Linked DNA regions of Zea mays: region 2 is linked to region 1. The links are chromatin contacts, called in public Hi-C maps. All regions are on one chromosome and are shown on one strand. The core of a region is the stretch at or near the end of the contact, and the rest is flanking DNA. Distances in the headings are between cores, read along the strand shown. Region 1 overlaps LOC100502361 (callose synthase 3). Region 2 holds the start of LOC103631379.

Evidence for each region. Hi-C and Micro-C count contacts between places; a contact is called where the count stands out from the background.
Region 2: a contact with region 1 is called in a Hi-C map of root tip, with 3 times the contacts expected there. The contact joins the promoter of LOC103631379 here to the enhancer-like site in region 1. A contact is called at or near these places in 5 of 25 Hi-C or Micro-C datasets (ear, leaf, root tip and 1 more).

Annotation. Positions count from the first base shown.
Region 1 is chr1:6,030,890-6,033,961 of Zm-B73-REFERENCE-NAM-5.0, reverse strand. All of the region lies in intron 32 of LOC100502361 (callose synthase 3), which reads left to right. Among protein-coding and RNA genes, the nearest start is that of LOC100383093, 44 kb to the right of the region's middle. Within about 2 kb of position 1,396, at least 2 of the 20 cell types and tissues checked have an H3K27ac peak or open chromatin away from gene starts, as enhancers often do. A contact at or near this core is called in root tip, where this site is marked.
Region 2 is chr1:6,191,455-6,194,526 of Zm-B73-REFERENCE-NAM-5.0, reverse strand. It overlaps LOC103631379, which reads left to right and starts at 1,530. Exons shown (of 2, transcript XM_008652305.4): 1 at 1,530-3,068. The coding sequence starts at 2,697. It overlaps LOC100276168, which reads left to right. Exons shown (of 2, transcript NM_001150018.2): 2 at 1,017-1,412. The coding sequence ends at 1,272.

The sequences.
Region 1 (3,072 bases), core at 147-2,646:
CGGGGTATGGGATGATGATGTTCTCATCCTTCTCTACCTACGACGGCAAGGACCCGTGGACTAGATCAACTATTGCGAGCAGTTGTTCTGTGGGCAGCCTTCACTTGTCGAGGCACCTATTCCGAACTTCGTTTACTGAACCCTGGCGCCCTGATCCTCGAGGCACTTCTTGCGTTGGGTGATTGGGTCCCGACGCCATGCCTCGAGGGCACTTCTTCCACTGGCCCCAGGCGTTCCGACCCTCGGGCACCTCGTGCGCCAACCATTAGCGCCCTAGTCCTCGGGACACTTTTTGTGCTTGCCCTCGGGGCATCTATTTAGCCCCTCGTGGCACTTCATGTGCCGATCACCGGCATCTTGGCCCTCAGGGCACTTCTTGCATAGGTCTCTAGGGCAACTCCTCTTTCGGCCCCTGAGTCAACTCTTTCGTCCCTATGGCATCTCAACATTAGGGACTTCCCGGTGTGACGCAAACTAGTAGGCATCCGATGGGGAAAAGGCATGGTGTTCCTTACAGGCGTGCCTTGCATAGTGCCATTGCATTTCATCACTGGTCTCCACTGGTCGCTGTTGCGATTGCTCTCAGGTCTCGACACCCACCAGATTACGCCATGGGATCTAGGGGGTTGTACACATGCCACCTTGTCGCCATAGAAACAATGACATTTGCAGCCACGACCATCAGCACAGCTCGAGGGCGAGTTGTCTTGAAGGAGCGGAGTAGTGTTATGACTAGTGGATCCATTAGGATGAGAAAATAATAAGAAAAGAATAATTTAGATTGGTTTGGTTTGTTAGAATAAAGAAAGATTTGGTTACTTAGGATAAGGAAAGATTTGGTTAGATAAGGAAAGAGATAAGTTATTGATTAGAATATTTCTTTAGGGTCAAGTAATCCTGGTCCAGATGGATTCATAGGTAAATTCTACAAGACATATTGGTCAATTATAAAAGATGTGATGGCGGTAATTTCAGAAATCTGGGGGCACAAATTTGCTCATTTTGATACAATAAATACAACATTGGTTACTCTTATTCCCAAGAGGGAGGGAGCTGAGGAGGTCAAGGATTTCAGACCTATCAACTTAGTGCACAGCATGGCAAAACTAACAACTAAGGTTCTTGCTAATCGATTGGCTCAAAAACTGCAGGATATGGTCTCACCTCGACAAAGTGCGTTCATTCAAGATAACTTCATGCTTGTGCAACAAACTGCCAGATTTTTTCATTACCAAAAGAAAGCAAGAATCCTCTTGAAACTTGACATCACAAAGGCTTTTGACTCTATTTCTTGGGCTTTCCTTCTAGAAGTTCTTCAGAAACTAGGTTTTGGACAGTTTTGGAGAGACATCATTAGTGGTCTTTTGGCAACCTCCTCCACTCAGATTCTTTTGAATGGAGTTCCAAGGAGAACTATTAAACATAGAAGGGGATTTGAGACAAGGGGACCCTTTGTCACCAATGCTATTTATACTGGTTATGGATGTACCTAGTTTTCTAGTTTCTAAAGCAGAGGAAAGGGAGCTGCTGCAACCACTATCAGCCAGGCCACTGCAGCATATGCTATCCCTTTATGCGGACGATGTGGTATTGTTTCTACAGCCAAAAGATCAAGACATTCAAGTTGTTCTCAGCATTTTGAAGCTTTTCGGGGAAGCTTCGGGGCTGCAAACTAATGTGCAAAAAAGCTGTGTTTATCCCATCCGATGCAGTGTTGGGGAGATGGAAGTCCTGCAGCAGCAGCTGCCTTGCCAGGTCTTCCTTCCCTTGCACTTATATCGGCTTGTCCCTGTCACTAATGAGACTAACCAGAGGGCTAGTGCAGCCCATTATCGATAAAGTTGCTGACCAATTACATGGGTGGAAAGCTGAATTATTGTCAAGGGCTGGGAGAAAGGTTCAAGTTCAATATGTGATGACAGGAAAACTTATTTACCTCGCAATGGCTGTTGATTTGCCTCCAGGAGCTCTCAAGGCTATAGATAAAATTGGGTTGTAGACCAATTGAGTTGGGAGGGATTCATACGGAAAGGAAGAGAGGTTAGTTGTGGTCACTGTTTAGGGGCGTGGGGAAGGGTTTGTAGACCAATTGAGTTGGGAGGGATGGGTATTTTCAGCCTAAAAGAATTGGGTTGGGCCCTTAAAATGAGATGGCTGTGGTTGGCCAAAACTGATCCTTCTAAGCCATGGGCATTCCTACCTATACACCTCTCTGAAAAGGTTAGATATTTCTTTTCAGCTGTAATGTATACTGAAATTGGAGATGGTGCTTCAACCCTGCTTTGGCAAGACCGTTGGATTTTGGGAAAAAGAATAGAAGACTTTGCTCCTAGATTGATTGCGGCTCTTCCCAAGCAATACAGAAAGTGCAGAATTGTTCAGGACACTCTTGCAGATAACAAATGGATAACTGATATTAAGGGTGTGCTTACTGTCGGGGTGCTTGTAGATTTTCTTGACCTATCTTTTTTCTCGAACGCGCAAGAGACATGCACATTTTTTCATTAAGTAGGAATAGAAAAAGATCCAAAATGGATCAGTACAAGAAGACCCCCATTACGGTGGTCGAAAACAAAGAAACAAAAATACATCCATAAATAAAAGGAAACAGAAACTACTTTGACCTAAAGACCTGGGATTGGGGCTGTTAAGAGATCTAAGTTTGTAGCCCCTCCTAACACCCACAGGTCCCTTTCCTCCTCAGTTCTCTTGATGGCTTCATTAAGACAGGGAGAAAGGCCGTCAAAAACACAGGCGTTTCGGTGTTTCCACAATATCCAGAGGCCGAGACTGATAAGCGAGTTTAGTCCTTTTCTGGCAATTCCATGCAACTGATCACTACATCTTTTCCACCAGAGCATGGTATTCTCTTCATAGACATAAGGCGTGAAATTCTGGAGGTTAACCTTTGTCAGCAGCTTGAACCAGTAATTTCTTGCAAACACACAGCTCACGAGGAGATGGTCAATGGTTTCCATTTCCTGGTCACAAAGGGGGCACTTATCAGGGTGATCAAGCCCCCTCCTCTGAAGTCTGTCAGCTGTCCAACATCTCTGCAGCGCCACAAGCCAT
Region 2 (3,072 bases), core at 281-2,780, 160 kb before region 1:
AACGTCGTCGGTGAGGTAATCAAGCATAAGACATCACTTGTTGTAAATGGCTATGCCCAATAGCCAGGTGTGGACTTTGATGAGGTCTTCGCACCTGTGGCCCATATTGAGTTAGTGCAACTTGTGTTGGCACTCGCCGCCTAGGAGTGATGGTCGGTGCACCATATGAACGTCAACTCTGGGTTCTTAAATGGCGAGTTGGTCGACGAGATCTACGTCAGGCAGTCTCCCAGCTTCATCATTGTCGGCTTCGAGGACAAGGTGCTGCTCCTAGATAAGATGCTTTACAAACTTATAGGTACTGCACGCGTGGAATGCCAAGCTCGGCGAGATGCTGGTGGCGCTTGGCTTCAGCCACAGCACATCGGAGCATGTTGTATTGATGTCAAACAGGAGACAAAGCTGGTGCTTAGCTTCTCTAATGCTACCAGTTCAGATCCCATCAATTGGTTGTAAATGAGCTGGATTTTGATGGGATTTAGTTTTCATTCTGAACTTCAGCTCGTCTACAGGCCCCTCAGTCGAACGGGTGTGTGAATTTGTCACTTTGTAAAAATTACACGCATACTAGGAAAGAAGCATCTTTGTAATTATGATTTGACATTCTCCTTGTTTTTGTGAGTTATGCATCAGTTCTATGGTTTGTAAAACATAGCTAAGAGTCTACAGAATTCTATACACATAGAAGGAGCTATGCATGCAGTTTCATTGGCACATTCTATTGTCCCTGCTTGCATGACAGTGGTAAAGAGAGCTCATTACATTTTGATAGGAATTAAGGGCATCACATGTCCATTTTCACGTGCATCCACACACACACACATATGCATCTTTGAGTTAGCTACTTGGTTCATGACAGGGAAGTTGATCGAGCCATTATGATCATAATAACTTCTCTATGTATGGAATATGATCGCAGAACTTATGCACTGCAACTTGCATGTTCATATTCAGTAATGGCAAGGAGCACCAATTGCATTCTCTCAGTTATTACTCTTGCTATTTTTATACAGCAGGCGTTGCAGCCCTTCCGTAAGAAGATTTCATGGGTTTCAGAATGCAATAAGCTTTGGGAAGGAGCACAACAGGCAAGCCCTATTCGCTTCAGGCAGAGGTTCTCCTAGCTCCAGTGACGATGGCTCGAGTTCTCCTGATGGCCCACCTGTCCTGACCATTCTGGCAGGTGTCACCGTGTTCCTTCTTGTCCTCTGGGTCGTTGGATCGGTCGTTACCTGGATTGTGGGCTTGGTCTTTGGCGCTGCGAAATCTTAGAAGGTGGATGGTAGGCTACCAATCAGTTGTATATACTTTATTTGTGTTGGAATCGTTACATTGAATAGCTGCATTTGATGCTCTTTTTTTTCTGACGGAAAGTCTCGTTTATATAATTGCAATTGCCTTTTGTGCCGTTATCTGTCCGAGGTACTGCTTAGTTTTTATTTTTTTTCCTCGTCCTGAAAAAAAACTGCTTTACAACAGAGAGATGCTTTAGAGAAAACCTCATAGTATTTGTTGAGCATTGCAGCCTGTGCACATGCAAGGACGCCCTGGCCAGTGAATCTTTTTTTTTTCTGTGTTGCAGAGCAACGATGTTTTGCATGCCCTGTTTCTTGCTACCAGTAGCCAGTGTACAAGCACACAGTCTGCTTTCGCGTAATTTGATATTAGAGTACAGATGGTTTGAACTCGTCGTGATGCTGACGCATCATTTTTACTGCTGGCTGGTATCGCTTTCATGCTTTCAGCTTTATCTAAAGTACTTCGTACAGCTATAACGGCATTTCGTACATGTCTGGTCCTCAGAAACATTTCCGTTTTTGCATTTGTTTGTAGCTGGACGGTACAGTATGTAGTCTGAGTCTGATGTCTGATCCCTGTCTCCCCAGTTTTCGCTGCAAGATCATTCCTTCTGCTGCGTTGCACGAATGGGCGACCAACAGGGAGGTAGGCAACCAAGCTAGCACTTCTGCATTGTAGGCAACGTCCCGTTCCTATACAACACTATAGCTGTTGCACAAAGTTAGACTTTTTGAGCTATATTTTAATTCAGAAAATAAACAACTGTTGATAATAGAAGGTGTATGCCCTGTTCCTATGCAACACCACAGCTGCCACACATGGACGTCACTGTAGCAGAAACCTTCCGCTGAGCTCTGGAGCGGAAGAAGAGAGAAATGTGCACAGAGCAAGCCCGGAGTGTCAGGACGCCAAAACAGTTTCCATGGCACTGCTCATGAATCAGACCACCCCAATCCATTCGTGCCATCGCTGTCGTCACGACTCACGAGCGAGCGTGATCGCGTCTAACGGCCCGAATCATCAAGCGCTGGCAGTCACGGGAGAAATAAAAACTCGCCCGCCCATCCGGCAGGCCGTCAGTCCGGCTGCCAGGCGCGCCAGCGCGGTGGACCAGCGCGCGGCCGATGCAGTCATGCAGACCCCCCGCGTCCGGCAACGTCGCGCGGGCGCGGCACGTGAGATCCACACCGCACCCGCGCTCCCCAACGGCTATATTCGACCCGTCCCCACCAAAACCCCCCGCATTTAAATCCGCCGCGATCTCCCGCCGCTCTCCCCCCCGCATCCCATGCCCACCACCACTCGACCAAGGCACCCAGCCCTCCTTCCCTCAGCGCTTGCCGGCCGACGCACTGCTTGGTGCCTGTCTGCCTTTCTCCTTCCATTGACAGCCGTCGATGGCGACGCCGCCTCAGCAGAAGCAGCAGCCGCAGCAGGTGTCGGTGCAGCACGTGGGCAGGGCGTCCTCGGACGAGCTCCTCCGCAAGTTCGCGGACCCGGACGCGCCCCGCGCCGCCGCCACCCCGCCGCGCCGCAGCCTCAAGCGCTCGTCCCGCCGCGTGGCGTCGGGGCTCTCCGCGCGGGACTCCGACGCGTCGGCGGCCGCGGGCGTCACGGCCGCGGCGCTGGCGGCGCCCAAGCGGCGGCGGAGCATCGGCGGGTCCACCGGCCTGCTCCTGCCGACCGCGTCCGCGAGGAAGGCCCGGGCACGCCGCGCGCGCGCCGACGACGCCGCGGGCATCGGCCTCCTCCTGGCCGCGCTGGAGCGGGTGA